2 separate regions of the Rattus norvegicus genome follow, and region 1 is linked to region 2. A link is a contact called in public Hi-C data. All regions are on one chromosome and are shown on one strand. Each heading gives the region's core, a stretch centred on a gene start, on an enhancer-like site or on the middle of the called end of the contact. The rest is flanking DNA. Distances are from core to core; before and after follow the strand shown. Region 1 has its middle 28 kb from the start of Tlr3. Region 2 has its middle 24 kb from the start of Sorbs2.

Region 1 (2,930 bases), core at 224-2,723, 140 kb before region 2:
TATTTACAGATTAAACATCTATAAAAGCAACAATGCCTGAATTAAGTAAATGTATTTTTCTGAATAGAAATAGTCCTCCATATACCATATTTCTGACGCATGGAAAGCGTTTTCTGTTGTTTTATCTCTTAGTTCTCATATTTGACTGGTAATATATTTTTCTGGCAAAACCATAGTCACCGTATTATACGGTTTGAATCCAAGCACACCCCTGTTCTGGTTCATACAGTGAAGAGGTAGCCATCTCAGTAGTCCTTCATGACGATCTCCTTCGAGACTTAGTGCCTTGAGAGTGATTTAAAGCACACGGGTGAATGTATCTCCTGAGAAGTTCCCCTTTGTATAAGGGCTAAATGTTCCCTGTGCAGTATTGTGCCTGCGAGGCACACCCATTTGTGATAGTGACTGCACAGAGGCAGCCAGCTATACCCCAGGGGTGGTCTGTAAATACAGGCTACACAATTCTTGAAGAATAATGAAGATAAAAGCACGAATTTTCCCAAAACTCATAAACCATGTATCCAATGGGATTTTTAGAAGTAGACCTATAATGAAGCCAATTATATATATATAACATAGCTTTCAGACAATTGTATATTTTATTGTATATTTGTAATATATTTTACCCACACTATAATACCATTTTAATGTAAATTATCTATACTATTATACAATATAATTGGAATGTAATTTACCTAGAATATAATTTCAATATAAGATATTATGCAAGACAACATTAGTGTAATGTGACATAATACATTTCTCAAGTATAGAAACAGGGCTGGTGAGATGGCTCAGCGGTTGAGAGCAGTGGTTGCTCTTCCACAGGTCCTGAGTTCAATTCCCAGTAACTACATGGTGGCTCACAATCATCTATAAGGAGAGCTGATGCCCTCTTCTGGCCTGTAGATGTATATGCAGCAGAGCACTCATACATCAAGAATAGAGGCCATATATGTAGATGGGGATAAATACAAACACATTGAACATCTGAGGCAAATCCTAAAACAGAAGTTCAAAGAAGTGTTCTAAATGGTGACTGAGAAACATCCTTTTTCCTCATTGGTAAGACATTTATTTAGAATGTTATGCTTTTCCACTTCATATAATGGCGCTGGACTCCCATCTGTGAGACTGACAAGGGGGAATTGTTTGGAGAGTTAACTGGTGAAAGATCACTCAAAGATTTAGTTGGGATCGAAGCATTTTGAATCTAACCAGAAGAATGTTGAAATATGAATGGGATAAATGTGTAATTTACTGACCCGGAGACTGAGTTGGACCACGGGGTTGTAACCACCCGGATAAGTTAGATAAAACTAGGATTATTTGGGTCTGGATTTTATCCAGTGAATTCTGCCAATGATTTCCTTCACTTTGGTGAGCAATAGATTGCTGTACACGATCACTGGCAGGGTGCTGAGGGAATGTGAAAACAAATTCCAGTTCTGAAGGTCGACCACAAGAGGGTACTGTAGTCCTCTGTATGTACAGCCAAGCGGTCTAAGAGGAAACCATAGGAAACCTGCAGGGAATACATTCCACCCCATTGCAGAGGTGGACCCCATTGCAAGTAGTAGACCTGGAATGCCAAGGTTGTGCCCATGCAAGTTCTAAATGGCATCACGGCTGCCAGCCACAATGCCAACAGAACATCACCCCCTACTGAAGAGTGGGGTGTGTGTGAAGGAAAGGAGAGAGAGTCTCTTCATTCAGCACTCTGTTCTAGTCCATTAAGTCTCTTCCTAAGTGTTGAGCTCTCAGTACCTGTGATCATATTATGCACTCTGGCAGGGGCTGATCCATAGCAGTGAGTACCTTAATACGGGAGTTTACTCATCGGTGTGATAAAATAGTGTGGACGATCGCTCCCTGAGGAGACCACCGAGTCTCTTAGGACAGAGAGTCGATCTTTCCTTTGCTTCCTTTTCTCTCATTTCTGTTGGGCACTTTCTCCTTGTTCTCCACTTCTAGCACCCCAGATCTCAGCTGGCATGTTTTTTTTTCCTCACGGCCTCTCCTAGCTTCCGGCCGCTGCTAGCTTCCGGCCACCGCTAGCTTCCGGTATCCAACCCTCCTTTCTCCAGCACATCCTCCAGTCTTGGCTAACATGTCACCTCCGCAAAGACCTTTCCTTCTGCTTTATTTAAATCTGCAGGCTGGGGCGGCTGCCTCTGTAGCGCTTAGCTCTACCACATTCACACCATCTGACACGCAGTGTATTTTTACTTTGCCTATTGCCTGTCCCTTGCTGAGGAATATGGTCCACAGGGAACTTCGGTCTTATTCTGTCCACTTCTGTATCTCATTGCTTCCAAAAGGGCGGACACATAATCAACACGTGGTAAACGTATTTTGAATGAATTTGAATGAATTTGAATGAAGTATTTAACACCGCATTTTCCCAAGCCTGGGCAGAAAAAACAACAACAAACCCAACGTGTTAACGAGCTACCACCGTTCGGAGAATGAAAGTCAAAGGTCACTTACGGAGGGAGCCATGAGAGCCCGCAGTAACGTAACAGCTGTTAAAACCCGGCAGAAATTGTACAAATGAGATTTTCCTGGGCTGCGAAACAAGACAAGAACTCTTTGGTACGAGGACCCTTAGAAATTGAATCATAGAAGTCTCTGGAAGCTGAGCTGAAGGATCGTTAATTGAAGATTTCAAAGACACCTGACCCACAGCATTGTCTTCTGTGGTGCCAGACTGAAGATGGCGTCTACAGGTGCAAGAGGGTGGGTGCTATGAGGGCTCCAGTAAAAATAGGTAACGTGACAGTCATGACTGGCAAAACAGAGGTTGTTTAGTGGGCAAGTGCTTTGTAATTTTAATAATTCCTAACATTTCCTTCTATGGATGGGGCCAGCCCACAGGATCTGCCCATTTTACCACGTTTGACAACGGAGAGTGTTTGTACGATGCCATA
Region 2 (2,927 bases), core at 308-2,807:
GAAACACCATGACCACTGTGGCAACTCTAATAAAGGACAACAATTAGTTAGAGCTGGGCTACAGGTTCAGAGGTTCAGTCCATTATCACCAAGGCACGGTACAAGATGAGTTGAGAGTTTTACATCTTCATCTGAAGGCCACTAAGAAAACACTGACTCCCATGTGGCTAGGAAGAAGGTCTCAAAGCCCACCCCACAGTGACACACTTCTTCTAACAAGGCCACACCTACTCCAACAAGTCTACATCTCCTAATAGTGCCACTTCTTGGGCCAAGTGTATTCAAACCACCACACACACCCATGGTGCTGAAGCATCAACCCTTGATGTGGCTGTGTCTGCGTCAACAGCACACACCCACTCTAGCTTCCTCCATTCCCTTGAAGGTGGGTACTACCTTGGTGACTCTTGTGGGCAATTCTTAAGTTCTCAATTGGGTCCTTCATATGGTGAGCTATTGGTTCACCACATGAAGAGGAGATCAGACAAATTGCTCAACCTATCTGGGTGCCATCCATACTTCCCCTTTATTTTCTATTTCATTTCTAGAATCTTTTTTGTTTCCCAAAATGATTTAAAATAGGCTGGAAAAAAAAGATATATACTGCCTAAGACCTTTAAGAGATAAGAGCTTGCGTGTGATAGGCTTTATTTGGAACTCAGACTGAAAGGTAGTCCAGAAATGGAGCCACTGCTTGACTGACACCCCTCCACTCCCACCTCCCCCCACCTACTCACTTTTCTTCTGCCACATTTGGCCAGAGCAATCTGCTCCTGTGGGAGTCTTGGGAGGAAAGAAGAGAAAAATCCAAAATACCAACTTGGCTGTCTAATTATTTTTAATTATGAAATCACTCAAGGTCGAGGTGAGCACGTGAAGCCCATTCCAGAGACTGAGATCCAACTCTTCAAACAGCAGGAAATCTTGGGGAACAGAACAAAGAGGTTCCTTTATCAAGTGACATCTGAAAGGGTCTATGGCAGGTAGAGTCACGGTGGCTCTTAAAATAAATAGATTTGAACAGTAAGCTCAAAAAAAAAATCAAAAAGAAGCAAGACCCAATAAAACCACAAACACCCACACAAAACCGCCAGTGATCCCTGACCTACTCCTGGTTATTGAGAACAAGAAAGACCATGAGAGACGGTGAGTGGATGAACAGAAAAAAAATGTTCAGCTGATGTCACAGAAACCCAGTTTAGGGAAAGCACTAACTGCCCCAGGGAGGTTGTTTGTTTGGAGTTCAGATAGAGCAACTTGATAAGAAAAGAATCCGAGGAGACCAGGGAGGAAGGTAAATAATTAACCATGCAACCTGGGTGAAGAGTGGCAAGCTAAGACAGCCCTATTAGACCTTCAAAGCAGAAGGTTAGTACCAGTGAGAACTCAGCCCGAGACAGTCGTCTTTATGCTTCAGGCGCTTCTCCTTTCTCCAGAGAAGTCAGTCCCTAAGCCTGGCTGGGTTACACTTTAGAGATCAATAGGAGATCCTTTTCAGCACATTAAAGACAATGCTTCAAGTCCTTCAGTGCTTAGGGAGCTGTGTATTCACCTGCTTCCTTCTGTCACTTCCAAGACTGCAGACTTAAGTCCAGTGGTAGGCAAGTGTAGAGCTATTTGGTTAAAAATGTGTCTATTCAAGGGGGGCAAAGGCACATGCACACCTATATTCATAGCTCTAGGAAGGCTGCACTGGGAAGACGCAAGTTCAAGGTCAGTCTGGGTTACACAGCAAATTCCAGGGTACAATGAGATCCTGTCCCAAAAATCCAGGGTCTGGGCGTAGCTCATTAATAAAGCACTGGCCAACCAAAACAAAACAGTTAAGCAAACAAAAAATTTGTATGACCCTGAAAGTATTATTTATGTGCTAGCTCTCTTTCTTCTGCATAGTTATTGTATAGATTTTCTTAGGGAAATTTCAAATAAGTTGCACAATGATTCTTTCTCTAAATTATGACCCCCTGAAGCATCTGAATCAGCAAACGAAATGTTGTCTAATTCATCTCATTGTTTTCTTAAATATCTTTCAATCTGCTACATCTGGGTGAATAGTAATCACCTCGGAAATAGAAAGGAATGTGGAGAACGTAGGGGAGAGCTTTAATATGAAAAAAATGACCAGTGTGGACATAATCAAATGATTTCTAATTACCATGGTGACTCTTAAAACTCCCTCAGAGCTGGGGCTCACAACCCTTGAGAAAATGAAGGAAATCTGACATTTGATCTTGGACTCAAAGACAGACAGTGTAGGAATGTTACCCTTCTCATTCTCCTCTGCAGGCAGATCAGTGAAGTCATTTCCACCGGAGAGGAGAGTCTGAAAACCAGATTATTTGTTTTAATCCTTTTAAAAGTTGAGTGGAAACACAAGTCTGGATGGTATGGAACCATGCATGAGTTGACTAAATCATTATCTGATCATGAAAGGCAGCTGATACTCTTCATGATACATCTTCACGGCTATTTTAATGCAGTACATAAGCTTTGAGTAGGTGTTCGCATTTTATAAATACTGTACGGAGAAACCCGACAGTATGACTTAGAAAACAGCTCATCTCTTTCTCACTTGGTGAGAAGAACGCTCCATCTGCTTTATCCAAGTGGTTAATTCACTCCCCCGTGTGCCCAAGAGTCTATTGAGAGTAAGCATGAAGGTAGGACTAGAAATCAATTTCTTTTTACTTTAAAATTCTTTTCCTCAAAGTTTTGCGTTGTCCTGGCCAACATTTTTATTAAGAGTGTGTGTGTGTGTGTGTGTGTGTGTGTGTGTGTGTGTGTGTGTGTGTGTGTCTGTGTCTGTGTCTGTGTCTGTGTGTGATCACATTAGTAGCGCCTTAAAAATATTCTTCTACAAAGATTGTCTTCATTAAGATCTCAATATTTTCGATCAGAGACAAAATTGAGTTGTACATAAGTCTACA

Evidence for each region. A called contact is a pair of places that touch in the nucleus more often than the background predicts.
Region 1: a Hi-C map of frontal cortex shows a contact between it and region 2, with 2.6 times the contacts expected there. The contact joins two enhancer-like sites. A contact is called at or near these places in 4 of 12 Hi-C or Micro-C datasets (frontal cortex, hepatocytes, kidney and 1 more).

Annotation. Positions count from the first base shown.
Region 1 is chr16:53,525,919-53,528,848 of GRCr8, reverse strand. No RefSeq gene overlaps it. Among named protein-coding and RNA genes, the nearest start is that of Tlr3, 28 kb to the left of the region's middle. Within about 2 kb of position 1,473, at least 7 of the 93 cell types and tissues checked have an H3K27ac peak or open chromatin away from gene starts, as enhancers often do.
Region 2 is chr16:53,381,496-53,384,422 of GRCr8, reverse strand. It overlaps a transcript of Sorbs2 not described here. Among named protein-coding and RNA genes, the nearest start is that of Sorbs2, 24 kb to the right of the region's middle. Within about 2 kb of position 1,557, at least 10 of the 93 cell types and tissues checked have an H3K27ac peak or open chromatin away from gene starts, as enhancers often do.